Regions from separate parts of the Mus musculus genome. Here region 2 is linked to region 1. A link is a contact called in public HiChIP or PLAC-seq data. All regions are on one chromosome and are shown on one strand. The core of a region is the stretch at or near the end of the contact, and the rest is flanking DNA. Distances in the headings are between cores, read along the strand shown.

The links. HiChIP or PLAC-seq counts read pairs in DNA pulled down with a chosen protein or histone mark.
Region 2: a contact with region 1 is called in an H3K4me3 HiChIP or PLAC-seq map of pro-B cells, with 9 times the contacts expected there. The contact joins the promoter of Gpr171 here to the enhancer-like site in region 1. A contact is called at or near these places in 12 of 39 promoter capture datasets (the 3T3-L1 cell line, 3T3-L1-derived adipocytes, the HPC-7 cell line and 9 more), 1 of 15 datasets of contacts at CTCF or cohesin (large pre-B cells), 1 of 484 Hi-C or Micro-C datasets (Th1 cells), 8 of 115 datasets of contacts at active chromatin or transcription factors (the 230-238 cell line, CD8 T cells, DN3 thymocytes and 3 more) and 2 of 9 other capture datasets (adipose tissue and macrophages).

Annotation. Positions count from the first base shown.
Region 1 is chr3:60,468,279-60,474,873 of GRCm38.p6, reverse strand. It overlaps a transcript of Mbnl1 not described here. Among named protein-coding and RNA genes, the nearest start is that of Mbnl1, 30 kb to the left of the region's middle. Within about 2 kb of position 5,278, at least 51 of the 459 cell types and tissues checked have an H3K27ac peak or open chromatin away from gene starts, as enhancers often do. A contact at or near this core is called in adipose tissue, hematopoietic stem and progenitor cells, liver and 3 more, where this site is marked.
Region 2 is chr3:59,099,005-59,105,159 of GRCm38.p6, reverse strand. Gpr171 (G protein-coupled receptor 171) reads left to right here and starts at 3,339. Exons shown (of 2, transcript NM_173398.3): 1 at 3,339-3,573. The region is part of intron 15 of Med12l (mediator complex subunit 12-like); the gene reads right to left.

The DNA.
Region 1 (6,595 bases), core at 4,029-6,528:
CAGCAACAACAAATTTGCCCTGCCAAGAAGACAGCAAGTTCTCTAGAGCCTTGGCCTTCTTTTACTGCCCTGAGTTACAGAGGTAATCAACTTCCTTCATAATTTTTCTCATGGTTCTTATACAGTATAAATTGTGATGTCGCATAGTACATAGCACACTCACAATAATCAGTAGTTAATGATACCCAAATGATTAAAAGTATAGATATTTGAAAATGTGGATATTGATAGGCTTTGAAATACAATTGTTAAATTAACATAACCAAGTTCAGATAAAAGTATTGTTGAGTTAGTATGCAATACGTAAAGATGAAGAGGCACCGGGTTATCAGGCTCTACGCTACCAACTTATTCTGCATTCTAGTTAGAAAGTCCAACTCACATTATCAAATACTTTCCTGAATTTATAAGGCTAAATATTTGCTTTCCTGAACCATTATGAGAAGATAGTGACTCTGGTCAGGGCCCAGTGTGTGGAAATGGTTTTAAACAGTACGTAGGTACCAGAAAGTGCAACGGCACTAGCAAGATATCACTGCTTCTCAGCATCGTGAAAACAAGATCCAGTTAGAAATGAGATATTGTTGAGTTCCTTTACTGGAGGCCATGACTGCCTCTTTTAAAAATAAAATTAAATGTGCTCCCAGATATGCGAATCTGTATGTTTTATTTTAGTAAATCTCAAGCCGTGAATGTGTGCTATGTGTCATTTTCATAAGCTGTTTAAATTTCGTAAGTTTTCACTGGCAAACTCTGCAAACCCCACATGTGTAACTGAACTGTGCTCCTGAGCGCCATTGTTCTTTCTAAAATTATGTTTGTTAACTTCAGTGTGGTGGAATAATTTTAGAAAACTCAAAGAAACCATAGACTGCTGCAAAGAAAGACTGTTAAGTTTCTATATTTGAATATACAGTTAAATATAGTTAATGTGGACAGTCAGCCTCTCAGACTTGTCCAAATTGGATGATTCTTTTTTTTTAGGACTTACATACGCCATTTTAGAATTTGACTCATGAAACCAGAGTAGTTTGATTCGTAACTACTAATATGAATTATTTCCGTTTTCTTTTTTACTCTATTAAGTTTTTTAAATGCAAGCTGCTCTTCTAAGGAAACTTAGAATTTTTTACATTTTATGGTTATGCACTTGATTTACATTTCAAATCATTTTTAAAAATTAAAGTACCATAATGTAATGAAATGAAACAATAATCCCAAATGCTACATGTTAAATAACATCATTTTTATGGTATGTAAAAAAATAGAATTTTTAAGGAAAAAATGTTCAATAAATAAAACATAAAAAGAATAAAAGAGACGTGAGAGGATTTATGAATGTCAGAAATCAACTTGTAGGAGGAAAATATAAACATTCAAATTTATAAATAACACAAATGTTTATACTAGAGTTAGCTGTGTGGAGGGTTACCTACAAATAAGGAAGACAGAATTTTATTTTGCAGCTAACGTAACTTTCAGATCAAAAAGAACTTAATTTTGTTTGCAGCTTATTAAAAGCTTAAATGTGAGGTTAAAACCAGTTAAACTTTTGTCATTTAAAAAAATTTACTATTTACATGAGAGGCTTCCACAGGCTACTTTGTAATTTGGGCAGCATCCATATCATTATATTATTGACAAAGCAACAGGACTACGAATAATAAACTGAAAAGTAACAAAAGGCACATTTTTCTTACCTCTGGGCCCTGTTTATAGCTGCCTGTCTATCTGCTCCGTTGCTGATGAACGACCACCTCAGACAGTTCTGTTTCCTGCTAGACTCTCTTTACAAGTGGCAAATACATAGAGGCTTTGCTCTGCAAAAGGATAGTGCACAAAAAGAGGAAGTTGCAAAATACCAGTCATTATGCTTTATAAATCCTACAAAGAAGACAAATGATTCACAAGGCCCTCATAATCTTGGAGACTGAGCTATAGTTTGTGCATCTCTTCATATATAATTAATGCATGTACATATTTACTTACGTTTAGAGAAGACCTGCTATTGAGGTGTAAACTCTGTCAAGCAATGCTCACGTGTGAGCAAACAGCTCCTTATGCCTAAATGATACTTAGAGAAAAAAGCAGAACCAGAAAAAAAAATTCTGTCCTATGTGGGAGATGGTGGAACTGACACGTGGGACATAAAGTTGCTTTTATAAATCTAATTAAAGTTATTGGAGTATGACTTTGGTACACATCAGACTACTGAAGAAAGGAGAAGGGAAAGGAAAGGACAGTTAATAAGCTAGCAGGTTTTCTCAGAATTGGGGTAGTGGTTCTTTACCTGTAAGTCTTAAACTTCCTTTCTCATGGCAGTGGTCTGTTACATGTAGATAAAGCCCTGCAAAAGTGAAACTTACTTATCCACCATCTCTCACAACTTTAGCCACAAGAGTGAAAAACAGGCCCAGATCTTGTATTGCTAAACAGGTAGATGGTTAATTTTCTTACCAGTTAGAAGAGTAAACAGATCTAAAGAAAGATGGCTGAAAAAAAAAAAGTCTACAAATATTATGCAGAGCTAATGAAAGCAAAAACGATAGACAACATCAAAAAAAAGTCCCGCTATGCAGATAGTCATGCATGTTTCATATATACATACATAGATGCATACTTCCCTTGGGTTCAGTCTGACAGATAATGAAAGCCAAGGGGGTAGCCAACTGGTAGCACTTCCTCCCACCTTCCCTTACTTATTGGGGAAGAAAGGGGGTGGATTGCAAGAATAACACAAGAGTTATGCAAAGTTTCATATACTGCAAGAACCATTTTCTGGACTTTAGAAACCATCATCCTGAGGGTATAACATTAAGTTTTATTTCTTTTTTAAAAAAATCTGAAACTTATTTCCTTTCTTTGTAGAGAATAGTTACATCATTCCCCTCTTCTGTTTGCTCCCTCTAGACCCTCCCATACCCCTTCCTTGCTCTGTGTCAAGTTTATGGTCTCTCTGTTAATTGTCACACCCACATACATGTATTTAACATATATCTATAAATACTTAGGTATTATCTGCATAACATCATTTGTATGTTTTCAGGGCTGGCCATTCGGTATTTGATTTCTCAAGCTGTCAAGCTACATTAGTTGCCTGTAGTTCTTTGTATATGGTTACAATGGCTAAATCTACAATATAACTCTGCACCCAAGGCTCAGACATATTTTCCAAAGAGCCATAAAGATAGTAAGACAGAAAACCAGGGAGTTTGCTGAGACGCTATCTCTTGGGAATGTCAGAAGCTACACCCATGAAGCCTCACCACCATAATTTGCCCAAGCATGAATAGAACAAAGACAATAATAAATATGCTAACACAGAAGGAGAAAAATCCCCAGAGGTCTTAATTCCATACCCCAAGCTTTGTATTTAATGGTGTAGTCAATGGACAGATGCATGGGTGAATCACTAAAAATGGAAATATTTTTCATCTTATTACACATACATTTAACATAAATTGACAAGAAGTAAAATAACTGAAACAAACTAAGACCCTTTCCTGTCGTGAAATATCACACAAAGAAAACAAAAACAAAAGATACAAACAGTAATAAACCCAAGTGACATCACATAAAATTTGATTTGAATTCATTAGTGAAATACAGACAGAATAGTCCCCCGAGGAAATGCCACTGCTGAGATTCATTATTAGTTAGGTGATTTTGTTTTTGTATCATGATTTTGTGAATATAACATCAGAATCATTTAGGCCTATAGGCCCAGTCTTACCTCCTCAGCACCTGTGGATATAGTAGTGTCCCCTCATCTATGGGTTCTCTGACTAAAGTTTCAATTACAAGTGTCTAGCCACAATTCAAAAACATTATGTGGAAAACTATGGAAATGATACATTGTGATGGTTTAAATAGGTATGGCCCTATGAACTCATGTGTTTGAATGCTTAGTGATAGGGAGTGACACTATGAGGATTATGTGTGGCCTTGTTAGAGGAAGTGTGTCACTGTGGGGGTGGGCTTTGATATCTCCTATGCTCAAGCTATACTTAGTGTGGCACACAGTCTCCTGTTGCCTGTGGATCAAGATGTAGAACTCTCAGCTTCTTCTCTAGCATCATGTCTGTCTGCTTGCATGCTGCGATGCTTCCCACCATGAAAATAATGGACTGTAAACCTCTGAACTATAAGCCAGTCCCAACCAAATGTTTTCCTTTACAAGAGTTGCCATGGTCATGGTGTCTCTTTACAGCATAAAACCCTAACTAAAACAGATATATAATTTTAAGTTGCCAGAATTCTGTGCATGATGAAATCCCATGCCAGACTCCCTCTATGTGCCTAGTGGACCCACATTGTGCGCACTACCTACCCACAGTCAATTATTATCTACTTTGGTTCTTAGTAGCCCTGCCACACTGTCTTAGGACCTGTACTCAAGTAACCCTGTTTTACTTGATAACGACCCCAACATTCTAGAATAGTGATGCTCTACCCACTTTAATGTACCAAGAGAAGCCATGAAGGACTCCCTCAAAAGGAAAAGGCGAACACTCTTGGCAATTCAAGAAGAAAATAGATCTCATGGTGATGTAATTAATGTTCATGGTAAGGACACAGAAAACACTCACTGGCATAAGTAGGGTTTGGTGCCAATTGTTCTCATGCTTCTACTGTGAGAAAATCTTGAAATATTACCATTTTAGATAATGGGTGGACCACAGAAGTTACGTCTCTTTCCTGACATCAGTACTCTGTCTCTTCTGTCTAGAAGATGAGCATTTATGCTTCTGTGCATTTATTTTGGTGACTATGCTTGAGGTTTTGCCAGCTTCCCAACTTTTGCTCTGGCTAACTAATCCAGCCTACTGCTCTCTTTTTCTTCATCTGAATTTTTTGAGGTAATTACCAACACTGTTTCCTCGTGTCTTTCTTCTATGTTTGTATCAAATGTAACATAGATTTCACCATTTTAGCATGTTATCTGTACCTTCTGAAGCCATCAAGTGCATCCACATTTTTGGAACCTTTAGCTCTTAGCCTTCAGGACTTTCTCATCTATGAACACTGAACAACAACCTGCCCTCCCTGTGCTCCCTAGCAACCACTATTCTATTTCCAGGACTTGACTATTCTAGGTACTATACATAAATGGACTCACATGGTCTTTGCTCTCCTGTGTCTGGTTTATTTCATTTAGGTTCATAAGTGTCTAGCCTCTGTCCAAGTTACCTTCTTTTCTCAAGTTTGGCCAGAGTTCTGCTGTGTGAATATGCCACATTTTGTTCATCTGTCAGGGGACAGTGGGTTGTTTCTTCCCTTGGGGGGTTATGGAGGGTGCTGACCTACACATTGTTGTGCAAGTATCTGGTTGAGCCTCTGCTTCCAGTTCTTTTTGATACACACACACACACACACACACACACACACACACACACACACACACAAAATGATACATCCTCTATTGCCACGGTTAATGTTGGGAGGAAGTGGAACACTATTAAGTTTATTCGTGTCACACTGTCCTTCTGCATTTGTATTCTTGCTTCCTCTTATTCACCAAGTCTCCTTGTTAGTCAGGAAATGAGCTCTGTCACCAAACTGCAAACACATTAAAGGCTTCTCTTGCCATCACTTTTCAGCACATGCCCTCTACTGACCACTTCCTCTCCCTGGAAGTTGAGTTTCCATTCTGGGCTTCCTCCTCGCCTTCTCTGATTTTCTCATAGGAGCTTCTAGCTGTGTAAATGTTAGATACTGCTTTTTCTCATAATTTAGTCTGATAAATTGTCTCATCACACTGTATTTTCAACATGTTTCTACTTGAAGTTTCCATTAGCAAATAGTAACCAATTCTTAATCTTTCCCTTCAGAATGCATGTTTTCCTGGAGAAGTTTTGATGATACATCCTCTATTGCCACGGTTAATGTTGGGAGGAAGTGGAACACTATTAAGTTTATTCGTGTCACACTGTCCTTCTGCATTTGTATTCTTGCTTCCTCTTATTCACCAAGTCTCCTTGTTAGTCAGGAAATGAGCTCTGTCACCAAACTGCAAACACATTAAAGGCTTCTCTTGCCATCACTTTTCAGCACATGCCCTCTACTGACCACTTCCTCTCCCTGGAAGTTGAGTTTCCATTCTGGGCTTCCTCCTCGCCTTCTCTGATTTTCTCATAGGAGCTTCTAGCTGTGTAAATGTTAGATACTGCTTTTTCTCATAATTTAGTCTGATAAATTGTCTCATCACACTGTATTTTCAACATGTTTCTACTTGAAGTTTCCATTAGCAAATAGTAACCAATTCTTAATCTTTCCCTTCAGAATGCATGTTTTCCTGGAGAAGTTTTGATGTTACAAAGTCCTAGGTGTTTCCATGTAATGTGGAAGAAAATAAAATCAAAGATCTGCTTCTATTATTCATTAAGCAAGGCAACCATTATTTCTGTGACATTTCCTCATCTGTAAGGGGGGCCTTAAATATTCACCTAAAAATATTATTGGAAGGTTACAAAACAAAAGGTACGTTCTTAAGGATTGTAATATAACATAAAGACAAAAAGTCCACTCAAATTCTCTCCATTGTTTTGCTACCCATGATGTAAGTTGTGTGATCAATTGGATATGCATATCTTGG
Region 2 (6,155 bases), core at 2,090-4,589, 1.4 Mb after region 1:
TACAAACCACAGCTTGGCCAGCAGGGCAAAACACGCTCGGGGTGAAGTGGTCGCACTCGTATCCTAGAGAAGTTTAAACAAAGCTTTCTAGCGGGATTTAAAGCTAACTCTAGAGGAGGAAATCGTGGTGCATGGTATTATAGACCTAGGCGATTGTGCCTTGGTGGTGAGGCCATGGACTCCAGAGGAGAACCTACTATGACTGCTACTTTCATAAAGCAGTATAATCCCTACCTTTATGATAAATACTCCTCCTTATCTCCAGAGATGAATGCCATACTCATCCCCCATCCAAGAAGCTTCTTTTCGCAGTGGAGAGAGGGGGAGAGAGAGAGACCTTATCAAAGAAATCCACAATTGGTCAAAATTCACAGAGTTAACAGACTGTGGAGTGGGCAGCCCCAGTTTACACGTCTATGACACAACCACAACGCTAAGGCCCAGGGAGCAGCAGCTCAGAAAAGGAGGTGGAGAGATGATAAGCACCAGAGGCCCAGGACATCTGCTGGGGGATGGTGTCCTTGACATATGACAAGGAAGCTGTACTCACAGTGACACCACTAGTTGCCATATCAGTGTGGCTGGGGAAAATCTCACCAGTCCCCCCCCAACAGATAAAGAAATACCGGCCATTGGTGACTGCTTCAGGAGGAAATCTTGGTGTTCCCAGGGGGTGAGCTTCCTGACAAATTCTAATCCAAAGCAATCGGCTTTAAAATGTACATTTACAAGCAACACCAGATGGATTCAGGGGGCTAAGCTGATGATACACGTGTGTGTCAAATAATTATTAAAGACAAAGGCATGAATTACAGATGCATGGGAACACAGGAGGAGTTACAACAGGGAGATTGGGGGGGGGGGAGTTCAGATGATATAGATACAGTGCCCATGCATGAAATACTCAAAAATTAAGAATTTTTTAAGTAAAAGGGCAATGGAGGAAAAAGTATTCTTCCAACAACCCAGCTGTGAGAACGTATCCTCTAGATGAGAATGCAGGTTAACCAGTAATCCCAAACTCACAGTGCTGAGGCAGGAGGATCTGAAGCTTAAAGCCAGCTGGGCTGTATAATGAGACCATGTCTCAAAACAAAACAAAACAAACAAACAAAAAAGAAAACAAAATTTAGTTTTACTATAACCAAGTCAGCTCCTGACAGGCACGGTGACACATACCTGCGATCTTAGCAGTGGGGAGGCTCATGTAGGAGGATTCCTGTCAGTCTGAGACCACCGTGGGTTTATATGGCAAGATCCTATCTCATAAACACACACACACACAAAAACCAAACAGATGAGTTATCACTGCCCTAGAAATGAAGGTGCAGGGATAGAAAAAGATTCAGGGCACTTCAGCTCGCTCACATCTGACAACCCACACGTAAATGGTGGTCCTCCCTCGAGTTGTAACAACACTTAGCTGCTTGCAGGCTTTGTTCATCTAAACCTAAAGGGAAGAAGCAAGGAAGCCAATAGATAAAAGCCTGCTCAAAATAAAGTGAAAGATTAAAAAGCTTATCCCAAACGAAGTAAAACCTCACCAGAAACATCCTCTCCCCATTCTCCTTCGTATCACACTAAGTCTATTCATCAACCAACTTGCAACCAACTCCACCCCTAAATTCTCTTTCTCTCTAATGGACACACACTTTATTTCATGCAAATGTCTCTCCTACAGAGGCCACAGTGTGGCAGTTACAAATTAAGTATGTGCCAGCATAGTATCACTCTTCAAAATCTGTTTGGGCTAGAAGGTCATATTCACTTTCATAAAAGCCAGTCTTGCCCTTACCTACCATCAAGGCTTTGATCTCTGGTAACTCCGAAAGGAAAGGGGCAGTGGGTAGTGGGAATCCAGTCTTACCAATGAAAGATAAATAAAAAAAACAAAACAAAATCAATCACTAATGAGGCAAAACTTCTTCTTCAGACTAGCAAGCTGTCAGGCATGCTACTTCAGAGCTGGGCTCCATTTAAACACCACTTAAATTGTTTTTATTGTAGGAGAATAATCATGTGATATAAGGTACAAGTTGCTAAATAAATGCCCCAACTTATCAAGCTGTTTATGTCAAGACGAGAAATACTTTCTGATTGTTTTCAGTCTCATAACATGGAAAGCAGGTGACATGTGTTCCTTAACACTTAGAAGTGTAATATTAGGATTATGTGTATGTGAGTGTGAATATGTGTGTGTCATGGTACACAAGTGCCAGTCAAAGGCCAAGTTCATACAGTGAGTCTCTCCTCTCGCTCCCCACGCTCTAGGGATTGAATTTGGTTTATCAGACTTGTATGGCAAGTGCTCTAACCTGCTGTGCCACCTCCCCGGATTACATGTAGCATATCTGTGAAGGAAAATCTCTAATCACCTGTACAGTCACATTTATGTGGTTCATGTAAACGCAGAAATAAAGCTTAAATCCATAAACCAAGAAAGGGAACAGCGGTTATCTCTCTGTTCTTCTAACGGTGTTCTTTTATTTTATTTCAAGATTTTGTTTCTAAACTGGAGCTGTCAAGCTGGCTCAACGGATTGAAACGTGCTGGCCACCATGCCTGACAACTTGAGTATAACCCTGTATGGTGGAAGGGGAACCGATTCCTCAGTGCTGTCATATGAACTCCACAAACACGCTCTGACACACATGTACCTCACATGCATACATACAAAATAATAAATGTAGAAAAATGTTTTTCTATCATGAACAACAAAAAGGTAACTATACCATACCAGACTCTATACGGTGTTAATTTCCAGATGGCCTCACAAGATAGCCTAGACTGGTTTTACATTCACCATGGAGCCCAGGCTGCCTCAGATTTGTGGCTATCACCCTGACTCAGCCTCCCAAATGCTGGGGCTACAGGTGTCTGCCAGCCACAATGTGGTTGTGTTATTTTTCAATCAACAAATACCTTAAATAAATACAAGCTGCAACAATATTACTTAATAATTGTACCTCTGAAGTACTGATATCAGTAACTAAAAAACTATCTGCTTAGGTACCTTACTGTCTTTAATTCATAAACTCAATACCAGTTTCAAGAGTTTAACACTATTTTTTTAAAAAACTATTATGAAACAGAACAGTATGTGGTACTTTTACTTTAAAAAAAAAAAAGATACATGAGGCAAGACGTTATCATGGATAATTTAAAATTCTTTTTCCTAAAACAGTAACTGACAAATTTGAGTTACTTAGACAGATGAAATTGTTTTCTTACAAAAACTTCCTCAGGAGACTTTCATACAGTTTAGACCATTTGCAAACCACAGTTTCATCTACGTCAATCTCTAGCATTTTAAAACCACACAAGAAGGAAAGGAAATTCTTAGTTCAGCAGGCGACCCTGCAAAATGGAACTGCTGTCACTGTGGGTAACTAAATAGCTCCTGATTCTCTGAAGACCTGGACCTGGGCCTACTCAGGCCAGAGAAGACAGCCAGGACCCAGGCCTTCTCAGGCCAGAGACGACACAGCCAGGTACAACCTGGACCCAGGCCTGCTTAGGCCAGAAAAGACAGCCAGGACCCTGGCCTTCTCAGGCCAGAGAAGACACAGCCAGGTACGTCCTTTTCAATGAGCTCATTCCATTTTTTTTCCTCATAGAAACCAATGTCAGGATTTTCAGTGTTGCAAGAGAAAGAGTCAAAAGTCCCAAGGCTTTGGAGTGGTAGGGCAACCACTATTAAACAAACTGTAATTAGATCTGATCTGTGGGCTTCTAACAGCACTTCCTGCTTTCTTTGGTCTCATCTGTCTTTTAAAAACTACAGTTCAAATTAGACTAATAACTCAGGCAAGGGTAACGAGCTACTGTTTTCTAGCTAGATTGATGATAAGCAAGGCCATGTTATATCTCCCCAGTAGATCTTAACCAGACTTTCCTCTACCAGTCCGACATTAGCAAATTTCAAAACATGTCAAAAATGACTCCCATGGAAAACCTTCTAAGTTTTCATTTAGTTTAGTTAAGTTTTACACCCCAAGGAATAAGCAATCTATGAGAAAGGACCATAGAGATATTTAAAGTCTGTTCTTCATTTTGCTGGAGTACTGCCAAGCACACCTACTTTGTATGGATATTGTTGTCACAATGTTTATCAAGCTCTTAGATTTCAGATTTATGACAGAGAGCATGGGATGCTACTATAGTACAATTTTGCCTCTCATCAATATATGCAAGGTTTTGAGGAACTATTTTTCCTGGCGTTCTAGACACAATTTAATAAAAGCAAGTGCAGAGCACTCAAACTCTTCCGCATTACTGAATGAGTGGTTACACTGTAACCCACTGTAAGTTACTCCACTCTGCAACAGATGGTCAGTTCTAATTACAGAGAATGCCAATCTTGACAAGCTATTATAATATTTTTCTTTACTATAATCTGTACCAATAAAATGAGAGTTTGCCATATAATTATTCAGGCAATCCAGCACTCACAGAAACAAATAACTATTTTACTGACACTATATAACATCTGAAACGCCTATAAGGAAGTCAGAGAAGCCTGAAGTGGCATTCAGACATGAAGGGTCTCCTTCAGGCCCACAGGTCAATAGACAAGACTCAGAAAAACAGAGAAGGGTAAAGGCTACAGAAATCCAGAGCACTTTGCAGCCTCAATTGATTTGAGAACTGGTAAATAGTCATTGATAAAGAACATATCTAACATTAAAGTGCCACGCTTCTAAAATTCTACCACATGCTTAAGTGGACTGAAGATTAGAATAACCACCCAACAGGACACAAAAAAAAAATGTCTTTCTTTAAACAAAAATGTGTAGTCAACAAACATAAATGGTAAGTGCTTTACAATTTTCATTAAGGTTAGTACAGAATAACAATATCCGTGGACCCCAAGTACCCTGAGACTTCGGGGGGAAAGGGAAGAGCTTGTAACCTCTAATATACTTAAGTTCACACCTTGTATCACTTCAAGATAAACACAGCACGGCCATGAAACACATTCAGCCACTGAATGTGTAAATTAGGGGCGTAAGTAGACCTGAGTTCCATCCCAGCAGTCAGAAAGGAGAAAACTGACTCCACGAGCTGTCCACTGACCTCCACATGCACACAGAAGCACACTCGCAGCCATACAGCATGAACGTGCATGATAACAATACATAAAAATTTAAAGAGACATACAGTAAGTATTTTGAAAAGTTAAAGCTTAATAAGACTTCAGAAGCTGTTTGATTTAAGAAGGATTTTATGACTGCTGAGCCATTTCACTGTCAGCAAACTTTCAATGTCCTGGAACCCTGATAAAACATTAAAGCTTGAGAAGCCCAGATTCTATACTATCTGGTTTCTGGATTTTTCAGGAAATTCCATATAGATTTGCATTCTGTAAGTGGTATTTTTGACCCTGCCTTTAAAACAAAAGAGTATTGTTTAATATGAAAAGGGGTTGCCACATCAAGACGGACAGCACAAAGTACCACTGTGGCCCTACACATGGAGAGGGGTTGGAACAGGCCACTCCAGAGGGAGCATGGTTTAACTAGAGCTTACAAGCCAAGCTGGTGTGCTCCACCTGGAAGAACCATGATGAGATCTTATGGCCACGATCAGGTTCAATTATGGTGGTTCTCTACTGTCCAAGTTAGAAGGGGATTTTGTTTTGTTTTGTTTTGTTTTGTTTTGTTTTGTTTTGGATTGAAACAAGGTCTCAAGTATATACCAGGCTAACATTGCAATTTAGCAAAGAGTGATCTTAAACTAGTGTTTCTCCTGAGTGCTGGCATTACAAATGAGTTCCGCCAGGTCCAGTAAAGTTACATGTTTTAACACAGATGGAATTGACCCTTTTCTGGAAGACACTGTAACCAATAAATATAGGGTCATGTTCTTGAAGCTTTTAAAAGACACTTTCATAAAACTACTCAAAAGCACTTTCATAGAAATAGGTACAGCCATTATGTTCAACAAGTTTCTCTACTAGATGAATTTAAACAGTAAAAAGAAACACAAGAAAGTATTTTCATTAACACCCCAAGTATAATGTAACAAAAAATATTACATGGGTACTCAATATGAAATATGACAGTTAAATAGAATCTTTAATGTTCATTTATAGTGTTCACCAGACACGACAGCGGCCTTCACGGGTCTATAACATTATAAATTGTTACATGATG